3 separate regions of the Ovis aries genome follow, and all the other regions are linked to region 2. The links are chromatin contacts, called in public Hi-C maps. All regions are on one chromosome and are shown on one strand. Each heading gives the region's core, a stretch centred on a gene start, on an enhancer-like site or on the middle of the called end of the contact. The rest is flanking DNA. Distances are from core to core; before and after follow the strand shown.

Evidence for each region. Hi-C and Micro-C count contacts between places; a contact is called where the count stands out from the background.
Region 1: a Hi-C map of liver shows a contact between it and region 2, with 7 times the contacts expected there. The contact joins the enhancer-like site here to the promoter of EFNB1 in region 2. A contact is called at or near these places in 8 of 16 Hi-C or Micro-C datasets (hypothalamus, liver, muscle and 4 more).
Region 3: a contact with region 2 is called in a Hi-C map of retroperitoneal adipose tissue, with 2.7 times the contacts expected there. The contact joins the enhancer-like site here to the promoter of EFNB1 in region 2. A contact is called at or near these places in 7 of 16 Hi-C or Micro-C datasets (hypothalamus, liver, mixed tissues and 3 more).

Annotation. Positions count from the first base shown.
Region 1 is chrX:62,138,789-62,142,707 of ARS-UI_Ramb_v3.0, forward strand. No RefSeq gene overlaps it. Among named protein-coding and RNA genes, the nearest start is that of PJA1, 52 kb to the left of the region's middle. Within about 2 kb of position 1,758, at least 2 of the 54 cell types and tissues checked have an H3K27ac peak or open chromatin away from gene starts, as enhancers often do. A contact at or near this core is called in liver, where this site is marked.
Region 2 is chrX:61,734,005-61,737,892 of ARS-UI_Ramb_v3.0, forward strand. EFNB1 (ephrin B1) reads left to right here and starts at 2,601. Exons shown (of 5, transcript XM_015104707.3): 1 at 2,601-3,480. The coding sequence starts at 3,353.
Region 3 is chrX:62,197,579-62,201,386 of ARS-UI_Ramb_v3.0, forward strand. No RefSeq gene overlaps it. Among named protein-coding and RNA genes, the nearest start is that of PJA1, 110 kb to the left of the region's middle. Within about 2 kb of position 2,318, at least 3 of the 54 cell types and tissues checked have an H3K27ac peak or open chromatin away from gene starts, as enhancers often do.

The DNA of each region.
Region 1 (3,919 bases), core at 508-3,007, 400 kb after region 2:
ACACAGGAAGAAGGCACCCACAAATGTGCAGCAAGTAGCCAAACCCACTAAGGGTAGGCCAGGGCAACAGCTGCAGTGTGAAGAATCCTGGTCGGTTGCTGGGAAGCATTCCAGGGAGACTGGAGGCATAGAAAGGACCCCTGTCACCCCCAGAGGGTTTAGAAGCACCCAAGGCCAGTTACTTAGAATCTTATACTGGGGGCTCCAGGGATGCCAGCTCTGATGGAAACTGAGGGGTCAGTGTGGAACTGGTCTGCCAACCAGCCCTTGCTGAGTACCATGCAGGCTGACGCATCTAGGCTGGCAGGACCTGGGGGTATGTAGCTTAAAGGAACTCTGCTGTTCCCCAGTGCCTGGGATGAGAGGGGCAACTGAATGCTCTGTGCTGACCTTTAGGGCAACCAGCCCTGAATATGCCCCCAGGGCAGGCCTCTCAGTTCTCTGGCTCCCTTCCACCCAATTCTGTTGGCGTCTGGGAACTCTCATGAAGGCCTCTGGGCCTCAGGCAGGGATGGGCCAGCCTGCCTACTGCCCAGCCTGCTTTCCAGCCCCTTCCTTTCTTCCCTATTTCCTCAGGTTGGGCCAGTTTCCATTCTACATTCCTCCCCCCACCCCGCCTTATCTCACACCGAATTTCTCAGACTCAGACGCAACCTGGTGTGGCTTTATTTGACTAGTGGCCCCTCTTTCACTCCCCAATTTGGTTTGTGTGGGGCTTGCTTCTCCCACAATGCAGTGCAACTGCTCTGGGCTACAGGGCATCTCATTCTTTCCTGAGAACCCACACTGAGAGGTTGCAGGCCCCCAAGGATTTTACTTCTTTGGGGGAGACTTCTGAAGAACTGTCCAAGGGCACAGGGATTCTGAGGACCACATTTAAGATCTGTGGGTGGCAGCCATAGCGTTAGAGATTTCTGTTCACTTCAGAGAAGGATTTCCTGTTATGGTGAGCTGTTTTGTAAGAGAACAGCTGTCTCAGGTCCTTAGTGAGGACCCCGTCCCCAGAGGTGTGTAAGTAGAGGCTGGATGGACAACCATGAGAGATGCTATTGAGGGCCAGTGAAAAAAAGGTAGGGCTCTTCCTGGGTCTCTCTCTATGTTAATTTTTTTGTTGCTGTGATCACCACAGACCCATGGTGTTGTTTGCCTTCTGGTCAGCTCTCCTCACCGCAATATCCGTGCAAGTTCTTGAGGTTCAAGACAGACACAACAAGACTAACAGCAAATCCAAGCCAGAGGCAGGGAGAAAGTTGAGACAGCAAACTGCTCCTTGCTTCATGCTCCCTTGTCTCTCTCATTAGCTCACGGGGTTCTGGAGGAGCCTTATTCCCCAGCTAACCCTGTAACCCTCCCATGCCTTCAAAGGCAAGGGAGTGCCCCCCCAGCGGCAGCTGTCCTAGCTGCAGGGGTCAGGGCCCCGGAACACACCTAAGGTTGGAAGACCCCTGGGTGAGACCTGGCCCAGGCCACCAGGCAGCTCCCTGCCATGTCTTTGGGTAGAGAGAGGATTCCAGTGGGGCCCCAGTGGCTCCAGGACCCAGGCAGCCAGGAAAAGACTCTGGGGGAAGCGGTCTCTGCCTTCACAGGTTGGCCACCTGGCAGAAGGAACAGACTGGGGTTGTGGTGGCCCTGGGGAGCACAGCTGAGCCCCCAGGGTAGGAGCTGCCTCTGGGTGCAGCCAGCTCAACTGTGGGAAGAACTTTAGAGCTCGCAGAGGCCCTTCACAGGAGCCAGCGTGCACAGCTGTGCACAGAGGCTAGTTGGCCACCCGTAGTGGGGGTGGTGCTGGGAGCCTTGGCGGTGAGTGAGACCAGAGAAGTTCAAAGCGAGAGAGAGAAAGTGACTGATTCTGCGATTCCCATGTCCTCAAGCCATGTAACTATATATCTATGATATCTATGGATTTATGGATTTCTATATCTATCTGTTATCTCTACATTTATCTCTGCATTTCCATATGTCTATCTAAGTAATTGTGTATCTGTGTATTGATCTCTTTGCTATGTATCTACATAGCTCTGTATCCATCTATGTCTCTCCCCTTTTAGAAGAATGGCTGATGGAGATCCCAGAGAGTTTAAGGCCCTCTTCTTCCTGAGCTGCCCCTCTCCACGGTCACTGCCTGCCCTCTCATCCCCTTTCCCACTGGATGGTGGCCATTCTGGGCCTAGGCCAAGGGGTTACCGTGAGGAAATAGGCCAAAGTCCGGAAAGCCGTCCTCCGAAGCCAATAGCAGCTGCTTTGCTTGCATCTGTTGGGGGTGAGGAAGATGAGCGAGCAGGAAGAGCCATGCGGGAGTGGAGGTGGCGGTGTGGGAGCACAGGGAATGTGACAGTGGCTGAGCAGTCGTGAGTTTTAGTTCTGGGAGGCAGGACATCACACTGGCAGCCCGCACTGGCATTTTCTTGCTGTGTGATCTAGGACGGCACTCTGTCCCTCTCAGGCCTTCGATGTGCCCATCTGTACCGTGAGCCTCTTGAAGGGCCCTTCCAGAGCTGGCACCCTTAGCAGGGCAGCAGTCACCACACTTCTAAATCATGGATTCCTATCATTAGAGCACTTTGAACACAGCAACTCAAACTTTCATATATCTATGAAAGTGTTCGCTGCTCAGTCATGTCTGACTCTTTGTGACCCCATGGACATGTTCGCCAGGCTCCTCTGTCCGTGGAATTATCCAGGCAAGAATACTGGAGTGGGTTGCCATTCCCTTCTCCAAGGGATGTTCCTGACCCAGGGGTCAAACCTGGGTCTCCTGCATAGCAGGTGGATTCTTTACCATCTGAGCCACCAGGGATTTATTAATACATAATATAGAGATTTAGTAATACATAATGTAGTGGTAAAGAACATAGACGCTGGGGTCAAGTTTGTGAATGTGAATCCTGGTTCTTCTACTGGGTGAGTGGCTTGATGTCTCTGGGCCTCAGTGGTCCCTGGAGAAAGAGGAGATAGGAGTTCTACTCACTGCCATCAAGTGATTGTGGGGGTCTGGGACAGAGTGAATGCATAGATGCTGTTTTTACTATACATGTGTTACTTTACTAATTGATGATGTAAGTCACAAGTTGCATGTCCAATGTCAAAACTGTTAAAGGATGAGGTGAAAAGAAATGCTCTCTATATTGCAATATTTTCTTCTCACTCCCCAGTGGGTTACTTAGGGCATTGTAACTCTTCCAGAGTTTGCTTGCAATCCCTTCTCTGCTTTTCCACCAGAGAAGTTTGAGTCTGGGCCTCCTAAGGTGACAAGCATGCCAGTCTGGACTTGGGCCTGCCTGGCACCATGCAACCACTCCTGGATACACTGCGTTCTTCCAGGAGTCCTCTCCTTCAGAGGGGCTAAAGGCCCGGAGGCGCCCCATTTCCCCACACCTGGAGGACCAGCATGGTCTGGGGGCCTTACTTGTGGCCCACAGGCTCTGCTGCCCATACCCCAGGGTGTCCGCTGTCCCTGTTCTCCTCAGCCCAGGGCCTGGGGTCAAGGTGTGGCCCCTTCGTCTCTCCCTCACCACAGCCAACCTCTCCATCACAGAGCAAGCAAACCAAGTCCAGGGCTCACAGCCCGTCCTGAATCGCTATTTCTCGGATGAATAATGACAGTGCGTCATTACTGAGCACGCTTGCACTTTCTTAAGTACTTTACCTGCATCTTCTCTTTGAATCTTCCCAGGGATCCTATGAAACAAATACTCTTCTTCCAATTTGACAGATGTGAGCATCACCAATCAGTGACAGAGAGGGGAAACCAACTGCCAGCGATCTGACTGGAGAGCAGCCTCATCACCTTGCGAGCGTGAATGAACAAGGGAGGGAATGGTTTCCCTGTTCTTCACTCTTCCCCAAGGCCCCTGTTGTGCCCTTCCTGAATTTGGGGTTTGCTCTGACCCCCCAGGCCCCAGGTCCCCCAACCCTGTAC
Region 2 (3,888 bases), core at 1,351-3,850:
AGAGGGTCCACATCCCCAACAGATCCTGACTTCCTTTTCAGCTTCCCTGGGGAGTAATTTTCCCTACCTTAGGGGGCATGAATCACTACATAAGAGGCCCTGCTAGGGTGGAGCAGGAGGTGGGATCCTGGAGTCATTGGCCCTGGCTGCAGCATGGAATAGGCCCAGCCCTGCTACAGAGGCTCCAGTAGGCAGGTTGAGGCAGAAAGGCTGCACCATGACCAGCGGTGACCAGTGTGTGAAGCAGGCCTAGACACAGAGTCCTCTCTTCTTTCCTCTGTGCCCTCCCCACCCAGGATGAAGTGTTGGCACACTCAGGAGCTGCTGCTGTCTTCCCAGGCTTCCCAAGTCTGGCAGCATAGCTTCATCTGCCCCATCTGCCACCTGATCAGCCCCCCACCTAGGCTCACCTCCTGAGGGGCATTGGGCATGTTAGCAGTGGAATCTGAGACTGGTTCTGGGATTGATGGTGGGTGACTTTAGCTAAGAACTTGGGGATATGGCCAGGGACATAGATGAACTTCCCCAGGCCTAGAAACCCCTCAGAGGACTGTGAGTGAAGAGTAAAGTCCTGGCCATCCTGAAGGTTGCTGCTTTCCAGGCATTAACCAGCTTTTAACCAGGAATGAAGTAAGTAAGCAAGTAAGCAAGAAGAGGGTCTGGAAATGTAGTAACTCAGTATGGTATAGAAAACTGGGCACAGGCTTAGGAGACAGAGAAGTCTGGGGCCAAATTCTGCTTCTACCATCAATCAGCTCCATGACCTCAAATGAGTCACTTCCCCTTGAGCCTTAGTTTTCCCTCTTACATAAAATAGGGATCGTGGAACTCATCTCAAAGGATTGTGAAGGGAAATGCCTCTACCATGGTTCCTGGAACATAGTAGGCACTCAGTAAGTGGCAAGTTGTTTTCCATCCTCACGTTTTGCTGTCTTTCCATGCCCTTTGGACAATCCTAGTCTCCAACTTGGTCTATTGGTGAGTCCCTGCACCTTGTTCTTGTCTCTCCTTGCTCACACCCTAATAAGGAATCCAGCTGGGAGGTGAGAGACCCTAAACAGCTCCTCCTCTTCTATTTCTACCCATATCCTCCTCTTCCTCTAGGCCCTGTTCCTTGAAAGTGAGAGTAACCCATTTCCTCTCCTAAAAGTGAGAATAACCCACTTGCCTCTCTTTGTTTCCCCCAAATATAGGTCCACTTTATGAACCAAAGAGGTCATCAGAGGATCCAGTGAGAAAGTCGGTAACTCAGCCTCCTCTTTAAGTGAGAGGACAGGAAACTGTGTAAATGGCAGAGCACTTCAGGACTGTCTCTAATTATCTCCATAAAACAGCAGCAAAGAGACTTTAAGTCTTCACCAATCCCTGAGCCAACTCCAAATTCAGATCTTCCTCCTAGTGCTCTCTCTTCCTCTCCACAGGGGACCGCGGTTCTAGCCAAGGCCACTACCCCTGTCCTGGGTCTTGCGCTCCAGCGCGTGTGCCAGGCTCGTGTGTGCCACGCTCCTGTTGGAGTGGGCACTCTCAGTCGGTCCCAGGCGCCGGCAGTGTTATAAAAGTCCAGTAGAGGGAGACATTAGCATGTGGGTACATCTGTTGAGGTCCGACGAGGGAGAGTGGGTCGGACCTGGAGGGTCTGAGCTATGGGATTGAGCCAAAGTTATAAGCAAAGAAGCGAGGAGGGGCGGGGAGAACAGGCCAGGGCTGGGAGACAAAGACCCAGATGGCGAGGCCGGGAGGCGCTGGAGTCTGGTGTGCTGGGGCCAGGGCATCTGCTTTTGCATTTTCTAAAGGTGCCTCTGTCCTATAACCTTTCCTCTTTGCGTCATTCTTTATCGAGGTGCCCTCTCATTCCCTCTGGCCTATCCTATCTGGCCTTGCCTATACCTTCAGACAGGACAAGACTCGAAATATGGGCCCCTGGTGTCCCACAAGGCTCTTCTGCAAAGTTAAGATTTCCAAGGCCTAGTCCCCAGGGGCGAAGAAATTCTCCCCCACCCTCCTCTTTCCGCTACTTGACCCCTCTGAGATTCCACCACCCACCGATATCCATTTGTCTGTTCAGGACTCTGGGTCCATGTGCAAGCGGACACTGCACTGTGAAGGTGAAAGGAGGAAAGCCTACCAGAGTCCTGCGAGAGAAGGGACAGGCAGTAAACAAGTTATCTTTGCCACAGTGGTGGGCATGGAGCAAAAACTTCAGGGCTCGCGTGTGTAACAAGAATGGCAGTACTTTCCCGGGATACTCGTGACAGGACCTGTCTGGCCCAGGGCAGTGGGCCGGAGTGTTGAACAGGCGCGCAGGGAGCAGAGCAGGCCAACAACTCTAGAGGAGCGCCAACTTCCCACGGGCAGAGCGCTCTGAGAACAGGACTAGGCGGAACCCATCCCTAACCGCACGAGCCGCACACTCAGATTGGTGCCATCGAAGAGTGCGGCGTCCTTAAGAGTTCCCGAAAGCCCGCCCCCTTCCTCTTCTAGAGGCGTGGTGCGGGGCAAGGACCCCGTGACGGAGCTTGCTATTGGCTAAAACGAGTAGGGTTGGCCTTGCGTACGCCTGAGCAGGGGAGTAGACAGCTCAGCGGCAGCGGAGGGAGTCTATGCGTGCTGGACAGCAGTGGGAGGTGTGTGAGCCTCGCACTGAACGCAGACTCTCGGGCGCAGTCGCCGGGAAGCTAGGACTCGGCGACTGGGCTGCCAGGCCAAACGCCTAGGCTTCAGAGGCGCAAACTGATGGGACTGGCTTGCTCGGCAGCGTCTCCCCGCTCTTCTAAATACACTAAGCGGGGCCCGCGCTGAAGTCGAAGCTGTCGGGGGGCGCCCAGCCCGGAGTTCCAGTGTGGCCTGGAGGAACGGAGCCCGTGCAAGGGCGGCCCGGTCGGGAGCCCCCGGACCGAGCTTGTGTGGTGGGGAGACTCCCACTTCTTCCCAGGGGTGCCGATTCCAGGACGGTTGAGGCGTCGGGGCGGCCACCAAGTCCCCAGCGGGGAGACCCCGTCGGGGAGAGGGCACGCAGTCCCAAACAGTCTCGGGGAGCCGAGCGGAATCGGAAGGGATCCTCCGGTGGGGGGCAGAGCCCCCGTCGCGCTTCGTGTGGCAGAGAGGCCAGGGGAACGAGCCCTCGGAGGCCGCAGCTCATGCCGGAGTTGCGGGCGGCTGCCCAGTGAGTCCTCCTGGCCGGCGGGGCGGAGAAGAGCGACACCAAAGCCGGCGGGAGGGGAGCACTTCAAGGCCGGCGGCTGCGGAGGATGGGCGCCTGAGCGGTTCAGAGAGCAGCGCGGCACGGGAAGGCGAGGCCAGCTTTGCTGAGGAGGTGCCAGGGGATCCCGAAGTGCAGCCTGCCCCCGGGAAGATGGCCCGTCCTGGCCAGCGTTGGCTCGGCAAGTGGCTTGTCGCGATGGTCGTGTTGGCGTTATGCCGGCTCGCCACGCCGCTGGCCAAGAATCTGGAGCCCGTGTCCTGGAGCTCTCTCAACCCCAAGTGAGTAACTTATCTCTTCTGGTCCCTGAGGGTGGGAGGCACTCCTTCGGGGTGAGGCCGCGCGCCCCCGAGCGCCTATGGGAAGGTGTTCAGAGGCGGAGCGGCGCCCTATTTTGTCTCTGGCTTTTTCGAGTGTATTTCCCTGCGGACGGGCGGGGAAGGGTGCGGCGGGGTTGGGTGGGGGCACTTGGCTGTATTGTGACCCCTCGGCTTCTCGGCTGTCTCCTCCGCACGTCCCAAATCAAGTCGAGATTGTCGCGCCGGGCAGAGCTGGGAGTCGGAGCGCTCTAGAGCGCACCGAAGAGCTGGGTAGGGGAGAGAAAGCAGCCCCCTTTAGGGCCCCTGGGAACGTGGCGGTTTTCGCGGAGAGCCGCTGGCGGAGTTGGGGAGTGGGGGCGAGCTTGACCT
Region 3 (3,808 bases), core at 1,068-3,567, 460 kb after region 2:
GGCTGAGCGCTTGCTATGTGTCAAGCAGCATGCTAAGTGTTTTCTATGCACCATCTCACCAAATTCTCATGCCTCCACGTTGACGTCACCATCCCTGTGTGACAGATGCAGAAACTGAGGATCAGACAAGCGAAGTGACTTCTCCAAGCTCACACATCAGAAGGAGGTTTCCTATCCAGGCCTCCTGAGTGCCCAAGCAAGGCTTTCTTCTCCCTCAGCTGCCCCTGTTACCTTTCTCTGCCCCTCTATTCAGGGGCCCAGATACCTGCCATAGCTTTCCCCTGGAGCCCCTTGCTCCTCAGATTCAGAAATGTCCGCACACCTGAACCGGCTTCACTCGCCTGTTCCCGGCAGTCCTGTCAGGGATACCTGGCCCCCAGCCCTAGGAGTGGGGAGTGGAGATCTTGGCCTCAGGATAGAATGGGGGGTTGGCTGGAGCTGGAAGCAGCAAGAAGGCCAGCGTGGTGGAAGGGAAACATGCACACACACACTGGGGTGGGGGGTGCTCAGGCTTTTGTCCCACGTGCAGATGAGCTGAGGTAAATATTTCAGAGCAGAGCTGTTCTCTTGGCTTTTTCTGAGGGCAGAAGGAAAAATGGCGAGTTCTGAGGCCTGGGACCCCGGAGTCCCTCAGCTCTGAAGGGTTACAGTTTGGTGGCCTGAAGCTCCTCACAATCTGGATCCCATGGACCTTCTGGGACTTATTTCCCACTCCTGTCTCTATACGTGCTAAGTGAAGTGAAAGTCACTCAGTCGTGTCTGACTCTTTGTGGCCTGACTCTTTGTGACCCCATGGACTGTCCATGGAATTCTCCAGGCCAGAATACTAGAGTGGGTGGCCTTTCCCGTCTCCAGGGGATCTTCGCAACCCAGGGATCGAACCCAGGTCTCCTGCATTGCAGGCAGATTCTTTACCAGCTGAGCCACAAGGGAAGCCCAAGAACACTGGAGTGGGTAGCCTATCCCTTCTCCAGCAGATCTTCCCGACCCAGGGATTGAACTGGGGTCTCCTGAACTGCAGGTGGATTCTTTACCATCTGAGCTATCAGGGAAGCCTCTATACGTGCCAGGCTTCAATCAGACTCTCTATTTCTGATCCATACTTACAGTCGAGCTGTTCCTGCTGCCTAGACCACCTGCCCTCTTTCCTTTCACCTCTGCAAATTCTACTCAGCAGTCAAGGAAGGCCCGCCTCCACCACCACTTCCTTCAGGGAGCCATCTGGGTCCTCCTCACCCTGACACCTGGCCTCTTCTCTGCCCCCCCAAGCTGAGAGAAACTGTTCCCCCCTCAGAAGCCCCACAGCACCTTGTCTGATCCTCTCTTAGGGCACTAGCTGCTTTCTCCCTGAAATTACAGCCACCTGGATACATAGCCCAGACCCCTTCTAGATCAGGAACTCTCTGAGGGAGGAGCTGGGTCAGATTCAGTGTTGTGTTTCTGGGCCCCTTGGTTCAGATTTCTCAGAAATATATTGAGCTGCTACTTGATAAGCCACCTTGGTGAGTAGTGCAGTGCAAGGGAAAGAACATGGTTTGTGGTCAGAGATATCTGGGCTTAGAACCCTGTTCTGGTTCTTCTCAGCTGATGCCCTTGAGCAAGTTACCTTCCCTCTCTGAGACTTGGTTTTCCTCAACCTTTTGGGAGTGAAAACAGTACTTGCTATCATTGAGGGTTACAGTAAATGTTGAACTAGGGTCTAAAAGCCCCCATTGTAATATGCAGCATGTGGTTGGGGTTCAACAAATGTTTGCTCATCACACCTCCTTTTGATCAGAGTGTGATAGATGGATGAATAAATGAAAGAATGAGGTGAATTAGCGCAGCATCTTCTGAATGGCTGAAGCCTGAGGCGCTGGGCCTTCTCTGGCCTGGTCGCCTTGTCTGTAGGCAAACCCACCCAGCAGCCCACACCCACACCCCTCTGCTCGGTTCCCGGCCACCCCAGGCCCATAGTTTACATGCTAAAATTCCCAGAAGCTGAAACTTCCAAACAAACCCCCCAAGTTTGGATTTATCAGCCATGCTATTAAAACAGCAATTTTCAGCTGCCTAATGTTTCCAACTTCTGCTCTAATCCAGAGGGTAAATATTTACGGAGCCTGACACCACTCCTAGGCCACTTGCTCTGCTGCCAAACATTCATTTCCCTTGCAGCTCCACTGGTTTGATATTTTTAGGAGCAGGGCAGGATGGTGTGTGAGTATGTATGTGTGTGTGTATGCGTGCGTGTGTGTGTGCGCGTGTGCATGGAAAGGGGTGGGAAAGAGGCTTAGCCTTCCTTGTGGCAAGTTCCTGGGTAGGGAGAGATATACAAATAATTAGGCCTTGCTACTTCCTGCTGCCCACATGTCCCCACAACAGGGCATGAAGGTGCAGGCTCACTGCCATGCACCCAGGCCCTCAGGCATTCCTCTCCTCAACCTCCTGCTTCCTTCCACCAGACAGCTACCCGGAGCAAAGCAGCGCACAGGCCAGTTCACTATCTACAGAGAGCAGGGAAGTGTTGAGAGAAGCAGACAGACTTGGGGGCCTACCTCAGTTTTGCCATCTGCTAGATGGGTGGCCCTGAGCATATTCCCTTCACCACCCTGAGTCTGTTTCCTCCTGTGTGAGGTGCAGGTAAGCATTCCTGCCTCATGGTGAGAGCACTTTAGAGAATACCAAGCTCAGGGCCTGGCTTGATGTAGGGGCCCCATAAAGAGGGCTCTAGGGAGAAGAGCAGAGCAGTCTTCCATACCCACTGATATCCCAGCCACACTGGACTGGTGGTCATCTCTTAGCACCTCTGTGCCCTTGCTCATGCTCTTCTTTATGTCTGGAATCTTTGCATAAGTCAGAACATAGAGCTACCTCCTCTGAGACGGCTTCCCCTCTGGCCCTAAGAAAAACAGTAAGAAGAGTCTGTCTTTCTCATTCTCTCTCTCTCTCCCCCACCCCCCTCATAGACTGAGAACTTATAGTGAATGAAGGCTGAGTCATATTCACGTCTACAGCCTCAGCATCTAGCAGAGAGCTAGACAAGGTACTCAATGAATCTTCCTTGCATGTATGAATATTTGTTTAATATTTATGGATTAGTTGGAAGAGGGGAAAGAGCAAAGAATGATTTTGAGCTGCAATGATCTAAGACACTTCTTTATCCCCCTTACAGGGGAAAACAATAGGAAGAGGGAAAGTATCCAACATTTCTTGACTGCCCCATGCAAGTGGGGAATCGTTCATTTTGTTCCCCCTGCACCCCAACATTTAGAACAGTGTCATGACATTTCATGAGCTCCTACTGTGTGCTGAGCAATAGATGCTTTACATGGAATAACTCTATCGTGACAGCAGGACTATGAGGTAGGTGCCCCATTTTAGAGCTGGGGTAACTAGAGCACAGAGAGGTGAAGTCACTCAATCAAGGTCCCACAGGTAATGAAAGGCAGAACTGGGTTTTGAACCCAGGTAATCTGACACCAGAGACTCCACTCTTATTAGACTATCCCACATCCCTTAGTAAATACTAAAGAAATGTTTGTTGAATGAATGAATGAATGCCTATTGCATTAGGCACTGTATAGGTCCTAGTTACATACATTATTTTATTGACTCCTTACAGCACCCTTTCCTTGGAGGGTAGATACATTGTTCTTCATTATTGAGCTGAAGATGGGCATATGTGCTATGTGCTAAGTCACTTCAGTCATGTCCAACTCTTTGCGACCCCATGGGCCGTAGCCAGCCAGGCTCCTGTGTCCATGGGATTCTCCAGGTAAGAATACTGGAATGGGTTGGCATTTCCTTTTCTAGGGGATCTCCCTGA